5 separate regions of the Sus scrofa genome follow, and regions 1, 3, 4 and 5 are each linked to region 2. The links are chromatin contacts, called in public HiChIP or PLAC-seq and promoter capture Hi-C maps. All regions are on one chromosome and are shown on one strand. Each heading gives the region's core, a stretch centred on a gene start, on an enhancer-like site or on the middle of the called end of the contact. The rest is flanking DNA. Distances are from core to core; before and after follow the strand shown.

Region 1 (2,700 bases), core at 135-2,634, 290 kb after region 2:
GCCTAAGGATTAGGTCCAAATTTCTTGGCCCTGACAGTCAAGGCCTGTCATCATTTGCCACACTGCCCAAGGATTCTAGCCTTAACTTCCCTTGCTCTCTACTTTGTCCCATGCTCCAGAAATAGTACATTTTTTTCTTTCTCTCTTTCTTTCTTCCTTCCTTCCTTCCTTTCTTTCTTTCTTTTCTTTCTTTCTTTCTCCTTCCTTCCTTCCTTCTTTTCCTTTTTGCATTTTAGGGCTGCACCTGTGGCATATGGAGGCTCCCAGCCTAGGGGTCAAATAGGAGCTACAGCCATAGCAATGCCAGATCCGAAACTCGTCTATGGCCTACATCACAGCTCACTGCAAGGCCAGATCCCGGATCCACTGAGCAAGGGCAGGGATCGAAGCCGCATCACCATGGATACTAGTTGGATTTGTTGCTGCTGTGCTACAGAAGCTGCATCCTCATGGATACTAGTTGGATATGTTGCTGCTGTGCTACAACGGAACTCCACATTTATTATTTCTTAAACTCATCAAGGCCTTTCCAAAGGGGAAGTTTGGGTCAGGAGGTAGGATGATGGGGAGGAAGATGGCCAGATATTTAGCAAGAGAAAAATGGGCCAGAGGGTGAAGAACCAAAGGATGGGAGGAGAGGGAAGGAAAAAGAAGGGGAGGAAGGAACTGAGTGGAGAAACGTGGGGGCGGGGGGGGGATAAGGATGAAACACAGGAAATGGGAGGGGGTTGGACTGAGGTGGGAAGAGACAGACAGTATTAGAAGGGAATGAGAGTTTGGAGGAGGGGCCGTTTGAGAGACTACATACCTCTGGGCTTTGTTTCAGCTGTTACAAATCCTTAGATCAGGATCTTGTCTGAAGCTGGGAAAAGAAAATGTTGGCCCCAAGGGAGAGGAGGCACTTGATTGTAGATGAGCCCTGGCTGCGGGTGCTGTGTGGTGAGAGGCCTTGCCTGCAAGTTACGACTTTGGGAGGGAACTTGGACACCTGCGGAAATTCGCAAAGGAGCTGTGGCCAGTTCTGAAGGGTGGGAGGAGGTGGGTCGAGGTGGGTCCAGGCCAGAGGAGGGAGGGTCTTGACTGAAGCCTGTGGAACCCAGGCTGGGGAGTAGTGCATCCGTCACCGTGGCAACCGGAACGCCCAGTAGTCTCCGTGGCAACAGCAGTCTGGCCACCTCACGGGTGGGCGAGGTCTCCTGAGGGGACTGCATTGGATCCAGAGGAGAGAAACCTAGAGGGATCACTTCTTTTAAGAGGGATTCGAGGGATCTCTGTGAGTGTTTTTTCGGGATCTTTTGAGAGTCTCTGGGGAGGGCCTGCAGATATCTCTGGGGAGGTCCGTGGGTGTCTGGGTTTGTGAGGGTTCCTAGAGATGTCTGTAGGATGGTCAGTGGAGGTTATGAAGATCCGATGGGGGCTTCTGGGTTCTTCGGTTGGGGTGAGAAAGAGACTCCGGTAGCTGGGGCTGGGGCGGAGTCTGTGTTCGAACCCAGCAGGGACAAGTTAGAGACCAATGGAGTAGAGCCAGGGGCGGGCTTTAGTAAGAAGGACCAATAGAACTAACCGGGGGGCGGAGCGTCATATGACGTCAGGCAGAGGCCGCCGCCGCGGGGCCTGGTTTTCGCCGGTCCAGCGCAGCCCGGAGTCGCCCAGGCCTGAACTCCTACCCAGGTCCCCGGCCCGGCCCCAGCCGGCCCGACCCCGGCCCCGGGCCCGCGAGGACGCCGCAGGCCATCCCTCCGGGGGTGGGAGCGGAGCCGCGGGTCAGCTCTGCGAGCGCCCGCGCTGGCCTGTCCGGCCCCGCCCCCGCCCCGGGCCATGGCCCAGCCCTTGTCCCGGCCCCTGGTCCCATCCCGGTCCGGTCCTTGGCCCCCGACCCCGCCCTCTCCCCACTTCCCAAATCGGTTCCAGCTCCGGCCTGGGTCCCAGCGAATGCCCAGATCCGGGTCCCAGCTCAGGCCCCCACTCCAGTCCCAGTCCCAGTCCCAGTCCCAATCCCAATCCCAGTCCCTGGCCTGGCTCCCGTCCCAGCCCCTGCACCTGTTTCACCTCCTTTCCCAAATCCCAGCCCAGCCCCTGTCCCAACCCCATTCTCAGTATTTACTGAAGGCGGGGGCCCAATCCCTGCCCTTGGTCCAGTCCCCATCACAGCCCCTCCTTCCACCACATCGCTTACCCTTATACAAGCTCCAGTGCCCAGCCCAGCCCAACTCTTTACCCCAGTCTTTGTCCTCATCTCTGTGTTTACCAAAGTCTCTCCCACTACCTACCACTCTCTCTCATACCCTACCCTTCTCCCAGCCTCGACTCAGGTCTGGGCTCCAGCTGCCATCAGCCTTACTGCTGCTGTTGCTGTTGTCTGTCCTTGGCCCAGGGGCTGGTGAGTGCAGAAGCAGGAAAGACTGAAGCAGGGATGGGGTTTTGGCAGGGAGGGGCTGACTAGAGGGATTCAGGAGAGGTGGGTCCTGGGCACCTAGATCATTGGGGAAGAAGCAGAGAGAAATAGGAAGGAGAGAAGTCTTATGTAACTGAGAGGAATGGTGAGGGTCGAAAGAGTGGTAACTGTGGGCTCGAGGCTCAGCAGGTGGCTTAGAGTCCTGAGGCCAGAGATTCCAAGGTTTTCCTTCTTGGGGTCCATCCTGACTCTACTTCGACTCTTGTTTTTCCAAAAAAGTCTTGAGGGCTTTGCTCCTGCTTATG
Region 2 (2,700 bases), core at 165-2,664:
CGGCCTACGCCAGAGCCACAGCAATGTGGGATCTGAGCCGCATCTGCAACCTACACCACAGCTCACAGCAATGCTGGATCCTTAACCCACTGAGCAAGGCCAGGGATTGGACCCACAACCTCATGGTTTCTAGTCGGATTCGTTAACCACTGACCAGGAACTTCCCCCCCAAAAAAATTATTCATGACACTTGTTAAAGAGTAGTAAGGCATACTTTAAGTAGCGGGGTGGAACCATGGAGTAGGTAGAGACCACTGCAGCAGAGTGTTGCAGTGGTGGACAGATTGAGCTCAACTCCGACCCCAACAAAGACAATGGTAATTTATCAGCCCAGAAACAGAGTAGTGGTAGAGGTCAGTGGGTGGAAAAGTACAGCCTTCGTCAATTTGGGCTGCTATAATAAAACACTTCAAACTGAGTAGTTTATAGACAAATTTCTCACAGTTCTGGAGACTGGGTTGCTAAGTGCCCTCTTGTCACAGACTTCTCACCTGGAGGATTGGGCTAGGGAGCTCTATGAGATCTATAAAACCACTAATCCTAATCCCGTGTGCTCCTCATGACCTAATCACTTACCGAAGGCCCCACTTAATCTTTGCAGGTTAGGATTTTAACATATAAATTTTGGAGGGATATGATCATAGCAGTTACCAATAAGAAACATCAGGAATAAGGGGGATTCTTAGTAGACCAACTCAAAAGAATTTTTGCTGGAGGCAGACCAAGGTGCTAAAATATCAAAGGTGGTCAGATACCAAGGGTGTTCGATTTTTCAACAAACTGATTTACAGGGATCCTTGCTCAAAACTGAATTGTACAGGGACACAGAGAGAAGCCCAAAGATGAGCCTAACCCCCGGGGGCAGACTTAGCCTGACTAAATTTTTGGCTGAAGGAGTCTTTGTCCATTCTAGATTTTACCAGGTTTTTCTTTACCCTGGCTATACAATGGGATACTTGAAAAAATATCAAAGCCTGGGAGTTCTCCTGCAACAGAGAGGGTTAAGGATCCAGTATTGTCACAGCAGCAGTTCCGGTCACTGCTGTAGCTTAGATTCATTCCCTGGCCCAAGAACTTCCATAAGCCCCAATCACAGAAATAAATAAATAAATAAACAAACAAATAAACCAAAGCCTGCCGCACCACCCAACCCCTACTCCACCCCACAGGTGATTCTAGTTCACTCGGTCCCGGCTGAGATCAGGCTTTAGTTTTCTTTTTCTGGTTTTCCCAAGAGGTTCCACCCGGGTGTCAGGCAGAGAATCGAGGCCTTAGCCAAAGGTGGGGGCACAAATGCACCTCCCTTCCACAGGGTGTTAAAGCTGCGCGAAGGTTCTCTGGGTTCCAGCACAAGGCAGTGCTCTTAACCCGGCACCACCCGAAGGGGCGGGGCGCCAGCCGCAGAGGGCGGGTCCACAGCCAAAGCCTCGCCGCTTCCCTCGCGGGAAAGCACTGCGCGTGACTCGTTGCGCCTATTGCAGCGGGAGCAGGGGCGGTGGGTGAGCCCTCGCGGGCCCAGCGGACCGAACCACGGGTCGTCCGGAGGGGCGGCATGAGGGAGACTCGGGTTGGACCATCAGCGCCACAGCTGCAGGGGGTAGCGGGCGTTACCAAGCTGTCTAGAGAGGCGGGGGACGTCTGCTTGTCCCGGCTGCAACGCGACCCCTGGAGTGCTCGAGACTACGTCGCCGCCTTCGCCGTGGGAGCACAGTGAGGCGAGAAATCAGGTAGGACGCTGAGGCGAGAAACCTGGGGGCGGGCGGAGTCCCGGAGACCCACTGCCTTCCCGTTGCAAACGATCCTTTAGGAGAAAGGCCCACCTATCCAGCCCTTAGCGCCCCCGCCCGGACGCTCAGCCTTTCCCCCTGGTTCCCTCAGGCCCACCCTCCCTCGCATCTTCTCCGACCCCCTCGAGCAAGCTCCATCTTCAGCCTGCCCTGACACTTCAGCTCCGCCGTACACTGAACCCTCAGACACCCAGGACCAACCATCCTTTCAGGCGTCTCCCCAGCTCCAAGCCAACCGTCTCTCAAACTGCCCTTCGGAGACACCCCCTCAGTTGACTCGTGCCCAGTAGTCATCGTTGTACTGCATCTCCTGTGACCGCCCTGCGGTAGCGCGGTAGCCCAGCACCCAGCCCGGGTCCTTTGCACCCTCCGCCCTTTTGGCCCCTGGTTGCCAAGCTGGTATCTGCATCCAGTTTTACCTTGAGAAAACCTTTGGCCTGGCAGTTTTGCCAGCCCCCTGCCACCACTCTTAACCTGCTGCAAAGGGCGCTGTCATCCCGTTGCCCAGGGCTGGCTTGGGCTTGCCAAGCTGGCCCTGAGGACATCAGGGGACAGCTCTGAAGGCAAGAACCATTCACTGTTCATTTTTATCTACAACGCCCAGCACAGTGCCTGGCACATGGTAGCATTCAGTAAATGTATGATGGGTGGGTGAATGAGCCCAATGCAGAGACTGTGAGGCAGAGTGCTTTAGAGGGGAAAATATCACTACCTACTTGACGGGGGGCGGGGGGGGGGCAATCTGGAGGGCTACTTGCACTCATTGGGAGCATAGAACTGAATATATGCAGTTTTCAATTCATGCGTCTGATTTCTTTTATATAGGAGCCTCTACATATCAGCGGTTTTCCCTTTATGTTCTGTTTACCAAAGTCATGACCCGGGAATTTTTACTGGTCAGTGCCTTTAGAGG
Region 3 (2,700 bases), core at 8-2,507, 350 kb before region 2:
GCTCTACCCCAAACCAATTAAATCCAAATTTTGGGGTGGAGGAGGTGTTGGATCTATACATCATGCTATGTGAATTCCTGTTTTCTGCTCTGGTCTTTTTCTCTTCCTTGCCTGTATGTACCTCATTTTGCCAGAAGTGTTCAGTTTAAAATGATTACCTTTTTTCCATCCTTCATTCAGTAAATATTTACAGACTGATTACTAAGTATTAGGCGCTATTATAGACAGTGGAGAGCATGAAAAAAGGCCTAGATAAGAACCGAGGTCTCCAGCTATTTTACTTTATGCTGTCTTTCTTTTTTTTTTTTCTTTATGCTGTAGTCACTAATTAAAATTTTGGTATGCCTTTTTTGTTTTGTTTTTTAAAGGAGGATGAGATATTTGTTTAAAATTTATTACTGTTATTTAAAAAATTAATTAATGCCCTTTTTTTTTTTGGCCGCACTTGAGGCATGTAGAAGTTCCCGGGCCAGGGATTGAATCCACGCTGCAGTTGCAGCCTGCGTCACAGCTGCCCAACCAGATCCTTGATCCCCTGCACCACAAGGAAACTTCCCATAGCCTATTCTTTATTGAAATATAATTGACATATAACATTATATTAGTTTCAGGTGATTTGATATTTGTATACACAGCAAAATGATCACTCCAGTAAGTCTAGTTAACATCCATCACCATACTAATTTACAAAAGTTTTTTTTCCTTGTTAAAGTCCATTTTAAAAATTTATTTATTTAAAATTTATTTATTTTGGCTCTGCCAGTGGCATGTGGAAGTTCCCGGGCCAGGGATAGAACTTGTGCCAGAGCAGCCACCCCAGCCACAGCAGTGGCACCGCTGGATCCTTAACCTGCTGAGCTGTAAGGGAACTCCTAAAGTCCACTTTTTAATTGATGTATAGTTGATTTACAATGCTATTAGTGTCAGGTGTACTGCAAAGTGCGTCACTACCTTGTTAAATTATTACGGTAAGAATTCCGTCAGCTCCCTTAATGAAGTCTGACAGAAATTCTTCAATGAAATCAATCTGTCCTTGGGTGGGTGGAAGCCCCGCCCACGTGGGAGGAGCAGAAGGCTTCAATTCCCACCTCACACAGGTGAGGAGGAAGCCCTCCCCTCTCTGTCTTCAAGTCTCATTAGTGGGAGGAGGTGTTTTCATTCTTTCACTAAGGAAAGCGGAAGAGGACTCCGCCTCCTACGTGCCAGTGTGGGGGGGCGGGGTCGGCGGACTGGGCGTGAGTTGATTGGCTGGGAGGCGGGGCGCCACAGGTTGGCTCTGTCCAGGCGCTTGCTTGGATGCCGGGTGGAGTGAGGGGAGGGAGTCCGGGTCAGTCTTGCTTCCTAGCGATGGCGCCGCGTTGCCGCGCCCAGTACCCGGCTTGGTTGTTGGTATTCACTGCTATCAGGAGCCAGCTCCGATGGTGAAAATTGGAGCGGGTCCAAAGGAGTGGTGGGAAGCTGCCTGCGACGGGACCATGAGGAGCGGCGAGACCTGTGGGGCCAAGAGCGGGAACAGCTGCGGCACCTGCTGAGAGGAAAGAGGGAACGGCCGGGTGCGGCGGCGCGGCTGGGGCGCGGTGGAGGCTCGCCGGCGCCTCGGCCATGTCGCTGCTCTGCGTGCGCGGTGAGTGCGCGGACTGAGGGGAGGGGGCGGAGGGCGCTGAGGAGTCTCCACGAGCTTCCAGTGGGCGTCGGGTTACTGCCTTTTCTAAACTTCACTTCGCGTCGGTGCCTCAGGGAAGCATTGTGTTAACTCATTTGTGAACACCTGGAGAATACTTTCTACTCTCTCTTGTTTTCCTCACGCGCTGAGACTGTTACCTCTCCATTCCGGTGGCCAGGTGACAGGGTTGTTGGCTGGCAGGCCCAGATCTTATTAAATGGTGTTTAGTTCTCTCCTTTGGCGAGAGTGGTCGAGCTAAGGACCGCGGATAGTCGGTGTCTATTCTTAGCGGGCAACCGTGTTTTACTTTCTTTCTTCCCCCTGCTCCGTAAAATCACAGTCGGCTTAGTAGCAGGTTCTTTTTATTAGGCTTTGAACGCCCAGTGGTACAGCTGTCACATCCCTCCTTCCAGTCTGTTTCTTGGCTTGCACCCCTCTATTGCTTCTCTTTGTCCCCTGCTCCTTCCCTGTAGTCTCGGCTAAGACTATTCTCATATTCGATTTGGAAAGGTGTGTCAGCTTCTCTCCTTTCCGAGCAGAGCATAAGAAGTATGATTTAATTATTTACTTCTATCAGAGTAACTAAGGTGAAGGCCTTTACTGGTTTTTCACTGAGGACGCTTGACCCACCTAAGAAGATAATTTAAGGCAAGAGCTTTGGGGTTTAAGGTGAGGCAAGGTGCATGGACTAAGTTCCATGAGGATAGATACTGCTTCTTAATGGTTTTTGTATTTCTGGCACCTAATATAGTAGGAGCTCAATGCTAGTTCTGAATGAGTGCAGAGACTGTGATTTTAGAGATTATCTGATCAGAAAAAGCAGGGTTTGGCTTACCCATTGCATTTGATCTTGGGGAATTCAAAGCCTATCATATCTGTGTTGAACAAGATGGGATAAGGTAGCTTGGTTGTGAGTGAGGATTTATCCACAAGAACCTTTTCCTGGCACCTTTTACTGGATGGAGTTCATGCTTCTTTTCAATTAGAAGCACTGTTATTTATGATCTCTCTGTTAAGTGTTTGTTACAGCTTCTGCA
Region 4 (2,700 bases), core at 49-2,548, 270 kb after region 2:
TACCACCAGGGCCTGGACCAGAGCCACCACCAGGACCAGAACTGGTGCCAGGACCAGGACTAGAGCTGGAGCCAGGAACAGGGCCAGAGCTGGAGCCAGGAACAGGGTCAGAGCTGGAGCCAGGAACAGGGCCTTGGCTAGAGATAGGATCATTTGCAGTGTAGGAATTTCGAGCAATATGGGAGACCTGGACAGGCTCAAAGCCAAGTCTCCCATGGCCTATCTTGTGGGTAAATCTGGGGGTGGTGTGGTGCGCCGCAGTAAGATTGTCAGAGAAGGGCTCCAGGAGAAGGCTCCGTTCTGAGTAGGGCGCTGGGGTCTGTGTAGATAATGCAGCTGCCTTGGCAGTGGAGGCAGCTGCAGTGGCTGCAGCAGCTGCTGAGGCTGCTGCAGTTGCAGCTGCCAGAGCCGACCTATGACGGCCATCCAAAGAAGGCAAGGGATCTGAAGTGGTCCCTAGTTCTTCGGAGCTAGGCTGTTCGTCTAAAGAGCTGAAAAAAAGTGAAAAAGGCAAAGTCGTCAAAAGGGCAGCGGGGGAAGTCCACTGACCTTCCTTGTCCCCTTATGCCTGCAGCCAGAGCTGCAGATCTCACCGCGATGGCGATAGCTCTGTGGAGTCAGTGGTTTCCATCTTGCGACACTCGCTACTGGGTACTGCGTTGCTATAGAGACGGCAAACCATTCCAGGAGACTGCGCAGAACTAGAGCTGGGCGGACGTGGAGGGCGGGGGTGGGGGTGGGGGTGGGGGTGGGGGTGGGGGTGGAGGCAAGTTCTCTGCGGGGCGGAAGTCTTGAATCTGGTGCACTCTGGGAAGTGCGCTTTCCATCCGGCCTGGCTGCTAAGATTCGCCGGCCTAAGGTCTCGCCCTTCATACCCGCGCAGGACTTTTGGAGGCTTTCTAAAGTGGTTCTTTGTGTTGAATACAGGCACAGTGCTGTGGAATCAGACAAAAGCCTACTTGATGTGTTTCTACAAGGGACAATGGTAGCTTCCCCTAATTTCATTCTCAAAAGTGGGGCATCTTTTTAAAATTTTTAAGGTGGAAAATACATCAGACAACAGCTTAAACAGAATGGTGAGACATGGGGCAGCAGATGTTTTGAGTGTGATAACTTCTCCAATGAAAGGCCCTCACCTTGACCCTCCTCCTTCCAGACCCCCTTATAACTTGGCTTGGTATCTGAATTGAGCAAGTCTTGGGATACTGGCTTTACTTATTCAGGCACATTCTTAGAACTGCTGCTTTTCTAGAAGTTTAACCCAGGTGGACCATGAGTCATGAACTCATAGATACACAGGCAAGTGCTCCTTTGACTGCATCATGGGCTTCCTTAGTGTTTCAGACCATAGTCAAGGGGGATCAAAGTCTTGAATCAGTTTTCTTTTCTATTTGAGGTATAAATCTTTATATATTTAAGACAGGGATCCAGAATTGAGGGAGAACAAGTTTATTGGCATCATTGGGTCCTGTTATTTCCCTACCCCGTCCAAGCATCCAAGTCTGGGGTCCTTGGTCCTTTGGTAGGTTCAACCTGGAGGCCACTGGAGCTGTCTGCCCCCAAGTACATGAATGTGCAGGTGATACACAGACTGTGCACCCAGCTTCCCATCGTTGATCACTGAAATGGTGCGTCGGGTTAGGGGGTTAAGATGGTCAAAGAATGAAGATCATATTGAGAGGTTAGATCAATTGATGGTGAGGGGCTCAAGGGCCAAATGTCACTCACCAAGTCGGTATCCATCTCCCAGTCCTTCAGCCTTTGCTGTCTTCTTTGCCACAAGGAGAAGGTGTCCTAAAAGCTACAGGGAAAGGGGAGGGAGACAGGTGGCTTCATTTACAGGGAACAAAACCTTTCCCTCAGCCAAACCCTGGCCCTGTTCTTCCCACCTGCTGGTCTTCTTCTTCAGCCTGGCTAATCCGGGGAATGGGCTTCTTAGGAATGACCAGGAAGTGCACAGGAGCCTGAGGGGCCACATCACGGAATACAAGACACTGGGAGCAGTGAACATGCCAGAGGCCACCATGTTAGTTCAACAAACTGGATGGTATTTATGAAATTCTTAAGGGGATGGGTCCTAAGGGTACCCCACCTGCTGGTCCTCATATAGAATGTCAGCTGGGAGGCTTCGATCCAGGATCCGGGAGAAGATGGTTGGGGCTGCTCCCCCAGGAGCTGCCCGCTGGGCCTTGGCCACTTCATTCCCATCAGTCACACCTGCAGCTCCTCGGACCTGCAGGTGGGTCAGACACACCCACGGGAGGGAGTTGGCAATACCACTCTCCCATGTAATCAGTTGGGGCTGACAGAGGCTGGGCTTTGAAAGGCATTAATTTCACCCTTCCAAGAACCTATTAGTGGTTCCCAACCAGGGGAAAAGCTCCTCGATTTCAGAGCATCAACAGCAGAGAGCAAGGCCAGATACTGCTGGGCCTAGTTAGGTAACAGGCCGTATTACAATGCAGGATTCAGCAGTGCAGTCGACTACTGCTCCTAAAGTGTTGAGGAAATCTAGCGCTGTTTCAAGGGAAAGGATCCAGAATGAAAACCTGGAGGTTTAGGTCCCAGTTCCTATTTTACTATTTAATCACCTTAGATAAACCCCTTCTTTCTGCTTCAAATATAAAGAGGGTGGTTTGCATCATCTCTTAGGACTACTTGGAACTTTTTCCATTTGTTCTCACCTTTCAGTAAGTTTCC
Region 5 (2,700 bases), core at 157-2,656, 380 kb before region 2:
GGCTTTGCAAAGTCAAATCGCAGAGCATCTATCACCACCAACACAAGCCGGGGGAATCGGGAAGCCATCCAGCAGGCCCCAGGCTCCCCTTGGCTCCCCCATGGTAGGAACACGGGGCCTGGGGGCTCTTGGCAGCTGCTGTGGTTGTTGAGTTCCAATCGGGTGAGCAGGAAGCCACTGGTGAAGAGAGCAATGCCGGCATAGAAGAGGAAGCTGACCCAGGCCAGGAAGAGCAGTACTGAGATCTTCTGCATCCTGGTGGTGGCGGGGGAGGGAATTCATAACTGTAAAGCAAAGAACCAGTGGATTTTCTAGTCTCTCAATACAAAGCCCAGCTAGGATCACTTCCTCTTGGAAGTCTTCCTCAAGATAAACACTCCCATAGCCAACCCAGTGCAATGTTCCTCTCCACCAGTTATACCAGAGTTTCTGAAGGTGAGGTGCGCAGACTATGGGCATCGACCTGGAGCGGCTGTTTTAAAATGCTGATTTCCAGGCGCCACCCCAGATCCCCTGAATCAGGATCTTCGGCAATGCAGCACAGGCATTTGCACATGTGCTCCAGGAGATCCTAATGATGGAAAACACAGTCCACGAGAGAAACTTATTCCAAGTGGTAGACTGCTTTCTGACAGCCCGTTTCTCCGCCTCTCTCCTCGCCAATTTCAACACCCCTGGGGTGGTCAAAGCTCGCAGTCGCAGGGGGAATCCCGGCCAGGCTCACGGCGCCGCCTGGCGGGGCTCGAGGGAACGAAAGGAAGGAGTCCTACTCCGCTTCCGGACTGCCAGGATCGCCAAGAGACCAGAAGCGCGAGCTCTCCGGCGCAGCAGAGCAGAGGCGCGAGGTTCTGAGGCGTTTGGGCCTCGCCGGGACCAATCGTCCAGATGGCTCTACCTCCTCCGATGGCCACCCGGCCTCCGCCTAGGCACCCAGACCCGGGTACTAGACCTGCCAGACTGCGACCTCTGTGAGCGGGGTGGGAGGGTTCTTTACTAAGGGGAAAAGGCAGCTTAAGGGGGTTTGGGGAGACCCTGGCTCACCTTAAACGGCGCCCGGAAGTGCAGCGGCGGCGCCGGCGGCCTGGCACCACAGAGGTGCGTGCGCTGGATAGAGCAGCCCGCGAGGGATGCCCATCGCCACCTGCTGGCGCCTCCGAGGAAGTTCGGCAAGGAACGCAGGGCTGGCCAGAGAAGGAATCGGTGGGAGATTATGGTAATTTAGCATTGGGGGCAAGGCACTAAGCTAAAAAGTTCTGGGAACCACTGTCCATTCTTGGTTAAGACTAAGATCTGTGCTTCTGGAACCAAACTTAGCTTAAGTCCTAGCTCTGCCACTCATTGTCATTACTGGGCATTACCTCATCTATAAAATAAGGACAGTATTTATTACCCCCTTTTTGCCAAGCTGACTCCAACTGATGCGTTTTTATTCATTCTCTGCTAGTCTTTCACTAATTTTTTTTTGCCTTTTTTTTTTTTTTTTTTTTTTTTTTTTGCCTTTTCTAGTGCCGCTCCCGAGGCATATGGAGGTTCCCAGGCTAGGGGTCTAATTGGAGCTGTAGCTGCTGGCCTACACCAGAGCCACAACAACGCGGGATCCGAGCCGCGTCTGCAACCTACACCACAGCTCACGGCAACGCCAGATCCTTAACCCACTGAACAAGGCCAGGGCTCGGACCCGCAACCTCATGGTTCCAAGTTGGATTCCTTAACCACTGCACCACTACGGGAACTCCAAGTCTTTCACTAATTCTTACAACGCAATAATAAAAAGACAGTCCAATTTTAAAATCAGCAAAGATATGAAGGACATTTCTCCACAAAAGATAGATGCATGACCAATAAACACATAAGAAGATGCTCAACATCATCAGCCATCAGGGGAATGCTGGAGATACCACCTCAGACCCACGAGGATGGCTGTAATAAAAAAGGTGAATAACAAGTATTGGCGTAGGTGTGAAGAAATGTGAACCCTCATACACTGCTGTTAGAATTGTAAAATGCAACTTTGGAAAACAGTCCAGCAAGTTCTTCAGAAGGTTAATCATAGAGTTACCATATGACCCAGCAATTCCACTCATAGGTATTATACCCAAGAGAAATGAAAAACATGTGTTCACACAAAAAATTGCACACTCGAGGGTTCATGGTAGCATTATCATAATAGCCAAAAGGTAGAAACAACACAAATGCCCTTCATTGATGAATGGATGAACAAAATATGCTATATCTATACAATAGAATAGTGTTTGGCAAAAAAAAAAAAAAAGATGAGTATTGCTACATGCTACTACATGAATAAAACTTAAAAAACACGCTAAGGGAGTTCCCATCGTGGCGCAGTGGTTAATGAATCCGACTGGGAACCATGAGGTTGCGGGTTCGGTCCCTGCCCTTGCTCAGTGGGTTGAGGATCCGGCGTTGCTGTGAGCCATGGTGTAGGTTGCAGACACAGCTCGGATCCCGCGTCGCTGTGGCTCTGGCATAGGCCAGTGGCTACAGCTCCGATTCGACCTCTAGCCTGGGAACCTCCATATGCCGCGGGAGCGGCCCAAAGAAATAGAAAAAAAAAACAAAAACAAAAAAACACGCTAAGTAAAAAAGGCAATAAATAACAAAATAGCACATATTATTCCATTTACAGTAAATCTACAAAGTAAAGTAGTGGTTGTCTAAGGCTGGGGGGAGAGGACTGAC

The links. Promoter capture Hi-C pulls out the DNA fragments that hold promoters and counts their contacts. HiChIP or PLAC-seq counts read pairs in DNA pulled down with a chosen protein or histone mark.
Region 1: an H3K27ac HiChIP or PLAC-seq map of alveolar macrophages shows a contact between it and region 2. The contact joins the promoter of FAM221B here to the promoter of RUSC2 in region 2. A contact is called at or near these places in 1 of 47 Hi-C or Micro-C datasets (embryonic fibroblasts) and 1 of 2 datasets of contacts at active chromatin or transcription factors (alveolar macrophages).
Region 3: a promoter capture Hi-C map of fetal liver shows a contact between it and region 2, with 2.7 times the contacts expected there. The contact joins the promoter of UNC13B here to the promoter of RUSC2 in region 2. A contact is called at or near these places in 2 of 5 promoter capture datasets (fetal liver and liver), 22 of 47 Hi-C or Micro-C datasets (alveolar macrophages, brain, embryonic fibroblasts and 13 more) and 2 of 2 datasets of contacts at active chromatin or transcription factors (alveolar macrophages and skeletal muscle).
Region 4: an H3K27ac HiChIP or PLAC-seq map of alveolar macrophages shows a contact between it and region 2. The contact joins the promoter of SPAG8 here to the promoter of RUSC2 in region 2. A contact is called at or near these places in 1 of 5 promoter capture datasets (liver), 3 of 47 Hi-C or Micro-C datasets (embryonic fibroblasts, heart right ventricle and liver) and 1 of 2 datasets of contacts at active chromatin or transcription factors (alveolar macrophages).
Region 5: an H3K27ac HiChIP or PLAC-seq map of alveolar macrophages shows a contact between it and region 2. The contact joins the promoter of PIGO here to the promoter of RUSC2 in region 2. A contact is called at or near these places in 1 of 5 promoter capture datasets (liver), 1 of 47 Hi-C or Micro-C datasets (embryonic fibroblasts) and 1 of 2 datasets of contacts at active chromatin or transcription factors (alveolar macrophages).

The regions. Positions count from the first base shown.
Region 1 is chr1:236,549,616-236,552,315 of Sscrofa11.1, forward strand. It overlaps FAM221B (protein FAM221B), which reads right to left and starts at 1,385. Exons shown (of 7, transcript XM_021065906.1): 1 at 809-1,385. TMEM8B (transmembrane protein 8B) reads left to right here and starts at 1,144. Exons shown (of 13, transcript XM_021065841.1): 1 at 1,144-1,273.
Region 2 is chr1:236,264,501-236,267,200 of Sscrofa11.1, forward strand. RUSC2 (iporin) reads left to right here and starts at 1,415. Exons shown (of 12, transcript XM_001927812.5): 1 at 1,415-1,727.
Region 3 is chr1:235,917,494-235,920,193 of Sscrofa11.1, forward strand. It overlaps UNC13B (protein unc-13 homolog B), which reads left to right and starts at 1,258. Exons shown (of 39, transcript XM_021065583.1): 1 at 1,258-1,624. The coding sequence starts at 1,603.
Region 4 is chr1:236,530,883-236,533,582 of Sscrofa11.1, forward strand. It overlaps SPAG8 (sperm-associated antigen 8), which reads right to left and starts at 1,299. Exons shown (of 7, transcript XM_005660229.3): 1 at 594-1,299; 2 at 1-491. The coding sequence starts at 682. It overlaps HINT2 (histidine triad nucleotide binding protein 2), which reads right to left. Exons shown (of 5, transcript NM_001244328.1): 2 at 2,093-2,233; 3 at 1,890-1,964; 4 at 1,729-1,801; 5 at 1,434-1,620. The coding sequence ends at 1,529.
Region 5 is chr1:235,886,932-235,889,631 of Sscrofa11.1, forward strand. It overlaps PIGO (GPI ethanolamine phosphate transferase 3), which reads right to left and starts at 1,407. Exons shown (of 10, transcript XM_021065447.1): 1 at 1,042-1,407; 2 at 1-284. The coding sequence starts at 254.